Linked DNA regions of Mus musculus: regions 1 and 3 are each linked to region 2. The links are chromatin contacts, called in public HiChIP or PLAC-seq and promoter capture Hi-C maps. All regions are on one chromosome and are shown on one strand. Each heading gives the region's core, a stretch centred on a gene start, on an enhancer-like site or on the middle of the called end of the contact. The rest is flanking DNA. Distances are from core to core; before and after follow the strand shown.

Region 1 (3,252 bases), core at 582-3,081, 300 kb after region 2:
GGACGGAGGGAGAGAAAGAGGAGAGAGAGAGAGAGAGAGAGAGAGAGAGAGAGAGAGAGAGAGAAGAACAAAGGGTCTACCTGTGGAAAACAGCATGCAGAGGGCCATAGAACAGGGCACCTTCTGCCCCACTGTGTCCTCAGCCCAGGGAATCCAGGCCTGCTCAAAGGACTGAAGCAACAGAGGGCCCAGCAGCGCAGGTTTCCCCTTTCCTGGGCTGGCTGAGTTTCCCACGCTGTCCCTGACTTGCACATTGCATCTGGAGCAGAGGTAGAGCTGGGCCATGCATTTACTGTCCTTTGATCTTCTTCCTAAGGATCCAGGATGAGCCAGAGAGGGGATGTGTTCTGGTATCAGTAAAAGGGATCATGGAGTTTGCAACCTGCTGACAGGTGGCCAGCAGCCACCAGCCAGTTAGGCTCCTTCAGAAAGAGCAGAGATGGCCCGAGGGCCATGCAGTTCAGATAACCTGCCCCAGAGATGTCTAGACCTCCTGCCCCTGGAGGTTGAATGTCTGAAGTGGCCCCTTGCAAACCTGTAGCTATAGCCATTGATGCTGTGATGCAGGGGAGGGAATGTTCATAGTCAGAAGATAGCCGAGACTCACTGGAGAAAGGAACAGGGTTAGAGCCTGCAATCACGGAGCTGTGGCTCTGGTCTGAGTGACCTAAGCATGCCCCGTGCAGAGCCTGGCTCCCATGGGTCCAGACTGTCCACATTGCCCTCTTCTCTCCTCTCTGTCCCAGGACCCATCTTGGACCCCTGCTGATCATGAACAAGATGAAGAACTTCAAGCGAAGGCTTTCCCTGTCCGTGCCCCGCCCAGAGACCATTGAGGAGTCGTTGGCTGAGTTCACTGAGCAGTTCAACCAACTCCACACTCAGACGAATGAGGGTGAGGGTCAGGCCACCTAGCTCTTTTCCACCCAGGCTCCCTGTGACCCTGATGACTAGCTGACATTGGGAAGAAGGGGTGGGGGTGCTCTGGGCTGTTCACATACTCTGGGTGGGAGGTAGGGACTGACACTTGTCCCACTCAGACATGCCACTCAGTCTTGTGGGCTGTCATCAGGCGCTTTCTCCCCCACAGATGGCACAGATGAGCCTGAGCAGCTGTCTCCTGGCATGCAGTATCAACAACGGCAGAACCAGCGCCGATTCTCCATGGAGGTGAGGGTGCCCCTCCCGGGCTCCATGGGTCACACACGTCCACAGCAGTAAATTTAGCAGGGTGGTTGCTGTAGAGCCTGCCACTGGGGGGCTCAAACTGGTGCAGCTTATGGTGGGGGTTCAGTGAGAATATATGTCAAGTGCTAAAACATTCTTGGTTAGACAATTGACTGTTTTTATAGCCCACATACCCGTGCCAAGAATAGAAAAAAAAAAAAAAAACTGTGCTTACAAAATTACATTGTGATGGCATGAGATTTATTTATGTTCTACTGTGGCCCAGAGAGGGGAAGAAACCTTCTAAAGGTCACACAGTAATCCTTGCAGGTTCATAAATGTACGCCCCTCAGGTAACTGTGAGCCTGAGGCTTAGCCTTCCTTATATGGACAGATAGATCCAGAATGAGAGGCAAGGACCTTCTGGGGCCAACATGATGTTCCCATCCCATCTCTGCCACCTCAGGACCTCAACAAGAGGCTCTCTCTGCCCATGGACATCCGCCTACCCCAGGAATTCCTGCAGAAGCTACAGCTGGAGAACCCAGGGCTGCCCAAGCCTCTCACCCGCATGTCCCGCCGTGCCTCCCTGGTGAGTCTAAGGGTGTGAGACACCAGTATGGCCTTCTTTGTGCCAGCTGAAGCCTACAGTGGTTTCCAGAAAGATTCCTATGCCTCTGGCGCCACCTGCTGGCCCCCTGAGGGTTTTAATAAGCGGTCTCTCTAAGTCAATGCATGAAGCCAAGTAGCCCCCAAATCCCCTGGGAACCCCAGGGTCTCCCTAGTTAAGGCCACTAAATCAGTGCTGGGACTCATGTCTGTACTCCCAGGATTCCTTGGGAGGCTGTTGCAGGAGTGTTAAGAATTCAAGGCTTGAGCTGGAGAGATGGCTCAGCGGTTAGGGGCACTGACTGCACTTCTAGAGGTACTGAGTTCAAATCCCAGCAACCACATGGTGGCTCACAACCATCTGTTAAGAATTCAAGGTTTACCTGGGCTATGTAATTCCTGGCTAGCCTAGGGTACGCTGTAAGACAGCCTCAAACAAATAAAACAAACAAAACAAAACCAGGAGTATCTGGATAGGGTTCAGGTTGTGTTTCACTATGCAGAGATGTGGTTCAAGGTTCTCCCTGGCCTCACCATCATGGACATAAGCATGGTCACCCCCAAAATAGCCACTGTGTGCGTCCACAAGTTCACTGGTGGGAACAAGGTCTAGAGAGCAGCTAGACTTCCTTACCAGTGATCTTTGATGGAGAGAGATAGGCAGTCGATACTCTGTGTCCAGCGCCTTGAAGAAAATTGATGAGGGAAACATTTTCCTGACTAATGAGAAAAAACAAACAAACAAACTCACACCTCCCCAAAGGAGGGAAACCCCCCAGCTATGGTCATCTCTTCCTGCCAGAAGGCCACACAGTATATTATATAGCACATATATGTTATATAATGCTTGATAAAAATGAAAGACCTCCCAAATAAAACAAAACAACAAACAAAAAGCCAACCACAAAGAAACAAAAGACTCACCGACACCCCCACCTCACCCCCAGACTTTAGGTCCCAGCTGCCCGTTAGGAGCGTCTAGCTCTGGCAAGTGGGTCTCAGCTCTATCTTATTACGACGACGCGTCTTATCCTGAGCTAGACGAGATGAACTGATGACTAGGGAACTGGGCTCTGAAGTGGACCCCCACATAGTAGAGAGTGACAGAGGAGCTAGCAACCTGAGCAAGAGAGCCCGGCAGGCAGGCAGGTAGGCGGCGGGCGGACAGGCCGGGCAGCTCAGTGTACTCATATCCGACTCTCGGAAGAGGGGCCCCCATTTCCAGAGGATCTTCAGCATTCACAAGGATGAAGGGAGAGGAGAAAAAGGAGGGTTTGAAGCTGTCCTTGCTTGAGATGTTAGCCTTGGTTCCTCTCTGTACAATGGGGGTGTCTCACTTCCTTCACTTTGACTAGGAAGGTCTGCTGGGGCTTTGAATCTCACCGTCCCCTGTGTCTCCTTCCCAGTCAGATATCGGCTTTGGGAAACTGGAAACATATGTGAAACTGGACAAACTGGGGGAGGTAAGAGACCAAC
Region 2 (3,101 bases), core at 424-2,923:
AGGTCAGCAGACTACTTTCAAGAGTAGGTTCTCTCCTGGTCAACTCAGGGCATCAGGATTGGCAGCAGGTACATGTACCAGCTAAGCTATCATGCTGACCCAAAACAAGGGCTCTTTAAATTGCTATCCTGGGCAATAGAACAGTACCATTGAGGGCCCTATCAGGACTTACCAGCATGTCTTTAAACACCCCCTTCTGTAGTCTCAGACAACGTTCTTAAACATGCAACAAAGAGTATAGGGTCCAACTCACAAGTTCACCTTAAGTGATAATAAAACACCTGTATCAGATTCCAATATCTTTGACTTGCTAAATTAGACTCTTAGGACCCCCCCACCATGGTTACACAGCCAGAATCCATAAGACACAACCTGAGACATGGCATTTTTAATACACTCCTGAGGTTATTTTAATCTACACTGCAGCTCGAGAATCACTAAAGGCAAACCAAGGACATACCTGCTGTTAGGTTGTGCCCCGTCTACCTACCCACATGGAAAGTCAGTGGCTTCTCTCATCAACTTCCTAAGGAGAAGGTGGTAAAAGTTAAACCCTCTAGTTCCCCACCAATTGCAGTTCAAGGAGGATCAAAGATCTTGCAGTATTTAAAGTGATCTGAGGCCTCTGATACATCCCGAGGGGTTGGAGGAGAGGGGGGAATCAAGTCAAGAAGGGCAAGTTTTTCAAGGGCTCAGGGCCGCCCCACTCCACTCCACTCCCAACAACAACAATAACAACAACAAAAACAACAACAAAACATTTCTTAACTCCTTCACCATAAGTAACATCTCTGACCAATTAATTTCTAACACCCATTAAATATCCTTTTCTTTGGCAACTCCAAATCCTATTTAGAGGACATCTTCGCAGGGCTGCCTCTTGACTGGATTGCAAGCACTTTACACACCCAAACCCCGCGCGCTCACACACTCACATACCAGTGCAGTCCGAAGGCGCCCAGAGACTTCAGAAACACCCAACCTAACACCTAACCGGGGACTCGGTCCCCATACCAAGCACCCCAATTCAAAGCAACTTTCTCACCTCTCCGCTTAGCCTTTTCGAATTCTGCCTCCCGGTCTCGAGCCCTTGCCACCTCTCCCCAGGGTATCCTCCCACCTCATCTAAGATCCCCGAGGCCCAGGCCTCGCGCCGCCCCGCGGCCCTCTCCTACTGGCCGCCTCCTCCTGGAGTTGTTTTGCTGACGGAGATGCCACCCTCCGATTTTCCTCTCTCCATCGGGCCTGTCCTTACCCGCCGGCAGCGGGGCTTCGGCGACGTCGCCGGCAGGGCCAAGCTCGGCCGCTCCGCCGCCCGCGGGGGAGGAGGGACAACTGTGGCTGTGGGAGCACTTGATGTCGCGGAAGAACTTCTGGGTCTCTCGCAGGTTCTGCCGCAGCCGTCCCAGGTAGCGGCGGTAGCGGCTGAAGCCCCGGCACAGCTCGCGGATCATTCCGCCGCCTCCGGGACCCGGGCCCGACACGGACTCGCCGGCCCATGACTGCCCGTCGGCCTCCATCGCTCAGCCAGCTGTCTTCGCGGCTGGCTGAGCCGCTGGCCCGGCCCCCTCCTCCCGCCCCCTAGCGCTCAGAGAAGGCGGAATCCGCCTCCCGACGCCCCTGCCGGCGCTCCGCGCGGCCTCCAGCCTCCGTCACTGCCGCGGCTGAGCAGCCAGAGCGCCTGGCTCCGGCCAGAACCTTACTCCGCTCCCCAGCGGAGCCAGGGACGAGCTCACAGAGGCACCGTCGCTGCGCGGGCTCCTGGGACTTGTAGTCTGGGCTGGGTGGAATGCCACAACGCCCACAGGGAAGCAAGCTAGCGGGTGGACCCTACTGATCCCTGTGCTTACACTCTTCTCGTTTAAAAGGTGTTCTTGCACTGTACACGAATTCCTAAGGAAAGGCAGAACCCGCAGAGTATGAACCCCGGCAGAAATGGGGTACCTCAAATCTAGGAGAAAGAAAGATTTTAATAAGTAGAAGGAAATAAGGCCGAGGACAAAATATGTCTGTGGTTACCCCAAATGGTTACAACAGATAATAGAGAATTGGTTGAAAATACCCGGAGAATAGTGAAAACTCTACTGTTTGTGTTACAGTCTACTTTTTCTTTTCTTTTCTTTCTTTCTTTCTTTCTTTCTTTCTTTTTTTTTTTTCCTGCTCTAGATGTGGAAAGGGGGTAGGGGTGTGAAAGGGTGGGTGAGACCTAAGAGAAAGGACAGTTGATTTCTTGTACAGTCGGCAGGGGTAAGGGGAAGTTGAAGTTAGTAGCCTTCTAAACTGATTATCTTAACAAGGCTTCTGTCAGTGTGCCAGACTTCCATCGACGCAGACTGTCACGGACTCCATGACACACAAGCCACAAACGGGACAGAACTTGACACCAGTCACCTCTTCACCTGATTGAACTTTGAGTAACTTGGGCTCAATGTGAAATGTGAAGGCTTTAACCTGTAACTTGTTGCACTTTTTAAAAGATCACGCATTCAAATGAGCCTGCACTTTAAGGTAGGCTAGCTGCAAAAAAGGAGCCCTGTGTTCCTTCCCATTTACGCCTCCCTTTGCACATTCTGGCCATTTCTCTTCTTTGCAAAGTTGTATTCCCCTTGCTTTCCAAAAGGCTTGGTAAAACAGAAGTGAGAACACAAATGGAAATTAAAAAAAAAAAAAAGGTTGATAGTGTAAGAGCACTATTTAAAAATAGAACATGGGCTGGGTGTGGTGGTGTATGCCTTTAGACTCAGTACTCTGGAAGCAGAGGCGTGAAGGTCTCTGTGAGTTCAAAGCCAGCCTGATCAACAGAGTGTGTTCCAGAATGGACAAGGCTACATACATAGTGAGACCCTGTCTCTATTCTAACAAAGCAATGCAGGATGAGTCATCACAAAGATTTCTAGTTAGGGGATCAGTGGAGAGAAACCTTAGGTTGGAGGAAGAATCTATCTGCATGAGATACACATGGGAAGACACAATTGTAATCCCATCGCTCAGGAGCCCAAGGAAGGGTAATCCCAAGGGTATGGCCACCCTAAGCTACATAACTAGACCTCATTTCGACATCACAAAACTAGTCTTTATTAGTACTTTATATTTTAGAAATA
Region 3 (3,071 bases), core at 416-2,915, 460 kb before region 2:
ATTGGCCAGGGAGCCTTCGCATTGTGCACACAGCCCTGGTCCTCCCTGCTCTTTGGAGGACTGTTCAAGGAGCCCAGCGGCCACTGACAGGAGGTTGCTCGCTTCTCCCTCAGAAAGAGAATACTGTCCAGAGTGATGGCGAGGCTCATGAAGCCTGTCAATCATTCTGGATAAGTAAGGACGGGTAGATATTTGCTCCTGGGTCCCCTAGATAATGGTGAAGACGCTGGCAAAAGGCCACTCCTGTTGTCCTGACCTGGCTGCTCTCTCCAGTGCCCTCCTGCCTCCTGGGGTCTTCAAGCAGACGGCAGCCAGTCCATCTCTGGCAACCAGCGGCAGCCAGCGCTGTGCCCAGCCCACCCTCCTCCAAGCCCTGCCAGTCGCCCAATTAGAAGCTGCGTTGGCTTCAACAGATGGGAGCTGCGGCAGCCTGAGGAACAGAGCACAAAGCCCAGCTGACATTTTCCTTCCTGTTCATTTGGTGGGGGAGGAAGGGCAGGGGCAGCCGGGAGCATTGCAACACCCTGCTAGGGCCCACCCCCGGGGTCCAGTTCTCTCCTTCAGCGGCTCAGTTCAGCTGCCTCACCCCGCCGCTCGAGGATCTTGGCTGGCTGGGCAGTCTGCGCCCGCACAACCCTGTCATGCCAGCAGGACAGACGGCCCACCTGTGGCTGGCCAGCCCAGCCTGTCCCTGGCATGATGCGGTGGCCTCAGAGCTGCTTTAAACCGCACAGCGCCCAGGCTTAGCCCGGCCGACCCCTCCCCCACCCAAAAGTCCCATCTTAGACTGCAGTCAGACCCTAGTCTCCCGCCCGGGAGGAGCCTGACTCTCGGTGCCAGATACTTTGTACAGACCCAACCAAGGCCACCCTGTCTTTTTTGCACGGCCACCACCCGAGCTCCCAGGAAGGGAAAGTCCCCTAGGCTCTAGTGCGCTTCCATCCTGCGAGTTCTCCTCTGTCACGCCCTCTCTAACCCCGGGGCCACCTCTTTGGCTCCTCTGCATCTCCAGGGCTCCCCGCTACCCAGCAACAGTTTGAGGGGTTGGGGCCTCTCCCAGTTGGTTCAGGCCCCGACCCTCTCCCCCGCAGCTCCGGTCCAGCCAGCGCAGCGGCCACCTCCTTTGCATTCTCTAGCTCTCCTTCCTTCGCCCCTCCCGGCCTTCTCCCCAAATCACCAGCTCTCCTGCAGGCATCTCGGCGACCGCCGCGGTCGCGGCCGCGCTCCCCTCCCCCATCGGGTCATCAAAGCCCGGGCCGCGGGGACAGGATCTCGGCGACCCTCAAGGCCAAGCCAGCGTCCTCGGAGTCCACAGTCCCGGCCGCCAGGGAGCCGCACACTCACCGCGCGGGCGCTGTCCTATGTCCGTCACTCGCCTCCCGGCTGGGATCGCTGCTCCACGGCGCGCTGCTACCCAGGCCCGGGAGGCTCGCCGGGCGCCTTCCCCAACCTACACTTGTCCTGGGAGTGGTCTCAACGCTGAGCCTGCGAGGGCGTCAGCAGAATGACAGTGTCCCCAATCCTGCGCGCCGCGGCTGGAGGTTGGCGGCCAGGGCCGGCGCTCCCGGAGCGCCGCGCGTCTGCGGAGCACGGAGCAGGCCCGCGGCGCCCGGCGCCCCCGCCGCGCCTCCTCCCTCCTGGCTGCTCGCGCTCGTCCTCCTCACTAGCTGCTCCGCCGCGCTCCCAACCTCCCTAGCCCACTCCGGTCGCCTCCTCCCTGTCTGCTTGCCACGCCAACCCCCTCCAGTCCCGCTGCCATTTTAACTCCTGAGTGGCCAGAAGCCCCTTCTGCCTCACTTGCACACATCCCAGAGGAAGGAGTTGGGTGGGGCCCGATGCTGTAGTTTGAGCGGTCCTTCTGCATCAAGACCCAAGGCTTATGGAAGAGAGGGAGAAGGGCATAGCGCTTGGGGGTCAGGGGAGAAATAAGTGGCATTGCTGATGCTCCCTCCCACTCTCTTGCAAAAGCCAAGAGAACAGATGGGAAATTCAGCTTGTAGGACAGGTGTGGCTCATAGGCACCGCTTAAGGCTGTGACCACATTTTTGCACGGTACTACCCTCCCCAAGTTAACGGTGGACAGGACAAAAGCCGTGGGCGAGTTTGTCCATGGGCACTGGCGGCTCTTCTGTAGCCTTTTCAGTACTGCTTCCAGTCTCCTGGCACATGGTTAGTCTCAGAGGGATTAAGGGAGGCGCTGACAGGTCTACACAGGGACTTGGCCGCAGGGTTCTACACCTGCAGGCTGGTCATCGTGAAGCCATGAAACTAGGAGGTAAAGCAGGACCCAGAAAATGGGTGCTGGGCTACTGCTTGGTGGCTCAGAAAATTGGGGTCACCAGCACACATTGGGGCTTACTTGAAGAGTAGGTCTGCTGCAGTGAAGGCTTCAGGCCCAAGTCTTTGAGAGGCCTTCAGTGTGGCCCACTAAGAATAGGTACCAGAGCTAAGCTTCATAGCACGCCACACCCAATCAGAGCCTGGAAAGTCAAGATGAGAGAAGATGGGGCTCAAGGTGTAGGGACTTCTGCAAGTCGGGGCTTCTTTAGGGGGCCATTCTTCATGACTGGCTTTAGATTAGTGTCCCTGGCCAGACACAGGGCTTCTGGGTTCTGTTTATTCTAAGAATACAACCAGCAGTGACAGCCATGCCTACAGCCTTGTCGAGTGGACTTGGAAGTTCTGTGTTCTGTATAGACAGAGTTGGCCCCTTAATCCTTCCAGTAAGCACATACTAAATACCAGCAGAACTACTCGCTGGTCTCCACCCGCCACCCCTGCTGTGGGATATAATGGCCCTCGGGAGCCGAGAAGGACGGGGTGGAAGTACTTGAAACAAATTTTAGCATTTCAAGGCAATGGAAGGTGCCATAGAAACACAGATTGAAAACGCTGTTCTGGGCTCTGGTTATTCATGGGAGGTTTTATAGAGGAGCCGAGCTTCCAGCTGAGCCCAGCTGGACCGATAGGATTTAAACTGGCAGAGAAAATGGGGACTAGCAAGGCAGGAAAGTTGAGGCAAGCAAAATAGAATAGGTTGTCTGGAAGGTGGGGGCTGGGAGTGGGGGACC

Evidence for each region. Promoter capture Hi-C pulls out the DNA fragments that hold promoters and counts their contacts. HiChIP or PLAC-seq counts read pairs in DNA pulled down with a chosen protein or histone mark.
Region 1: an H3K4me3 HiChIP or PLAC-seq map of forebrain shows a contact between it and region 2, with 2.5 times the contacts expected there. The contact joins the enhancer-like site here to the promoter of Dstyk in region 2. A contact is called at or near these places in 1 of 39 promoter capture datasets (pre-B cells), 4 of 115 datasets of contacts at active chromatin or transcription factors (embryonic stem cells, forebrain and pancreatic cancer cells) and 1 of 9 other capture datasets (adipose tissue).
Region 3: a promoter capture Hi-C map of neural stem cells shows a contact between it and region 2. The contact joins the promoter of Lrrn2 here to the promoter of Dstyk in region 2. A contact is called at or near these places in 2 of 39 promoter capture datasets (embryonic stem cells and neural stem cells).

What each region holds. Positions count from the first base shown.
Region 1 is chr1:132,119,955-132,123,206 of GRCm38.p6, reverse strand. Cdk18 (cyclin-dependent kinase 18) reads left to right here. Exons shown (of 16, transcript NM_008795.2): 2 at 747-895; 3 at 1,091-1,170; 4 at 1,634-1,759; 5 at 3,183-3,239. The coding sequence starts at 772. Among named protein-coding and RNA genes, the nearest start is that of Cdk18, 18 kb to the left of the region's middle. Within about 2 kb of position 1,831, at least 33 of the 459 cell types and tissues checked have an H3K27ac peak or open chromatin away from gene starts, as enhancers often do. A contact at or near this core is called in forebrain, where this site is marked.
Region 2 is chr1:132,416,025-132,419,125 of GRCm38.p6, reverse strand. It overlaps Dstyk (dual serine/threonine and tyrosine protein kinase), which reads right to left and starts at 1,673. Exons shown (of 13, transcript NM_172516.4): 1 at 1,256-1,673. The coding sequence starts at 1,520.
Region 3 is chr1:132,878,949-132,882,019 of GRCm38.p6, reverse strand. Lrrn2 (leucine rich repeat protein 2, neuronal) reads right to left here and starts at 1,665. Exons shown (of 2, transcript NM_010732.4): 1 at 1,345-1,665.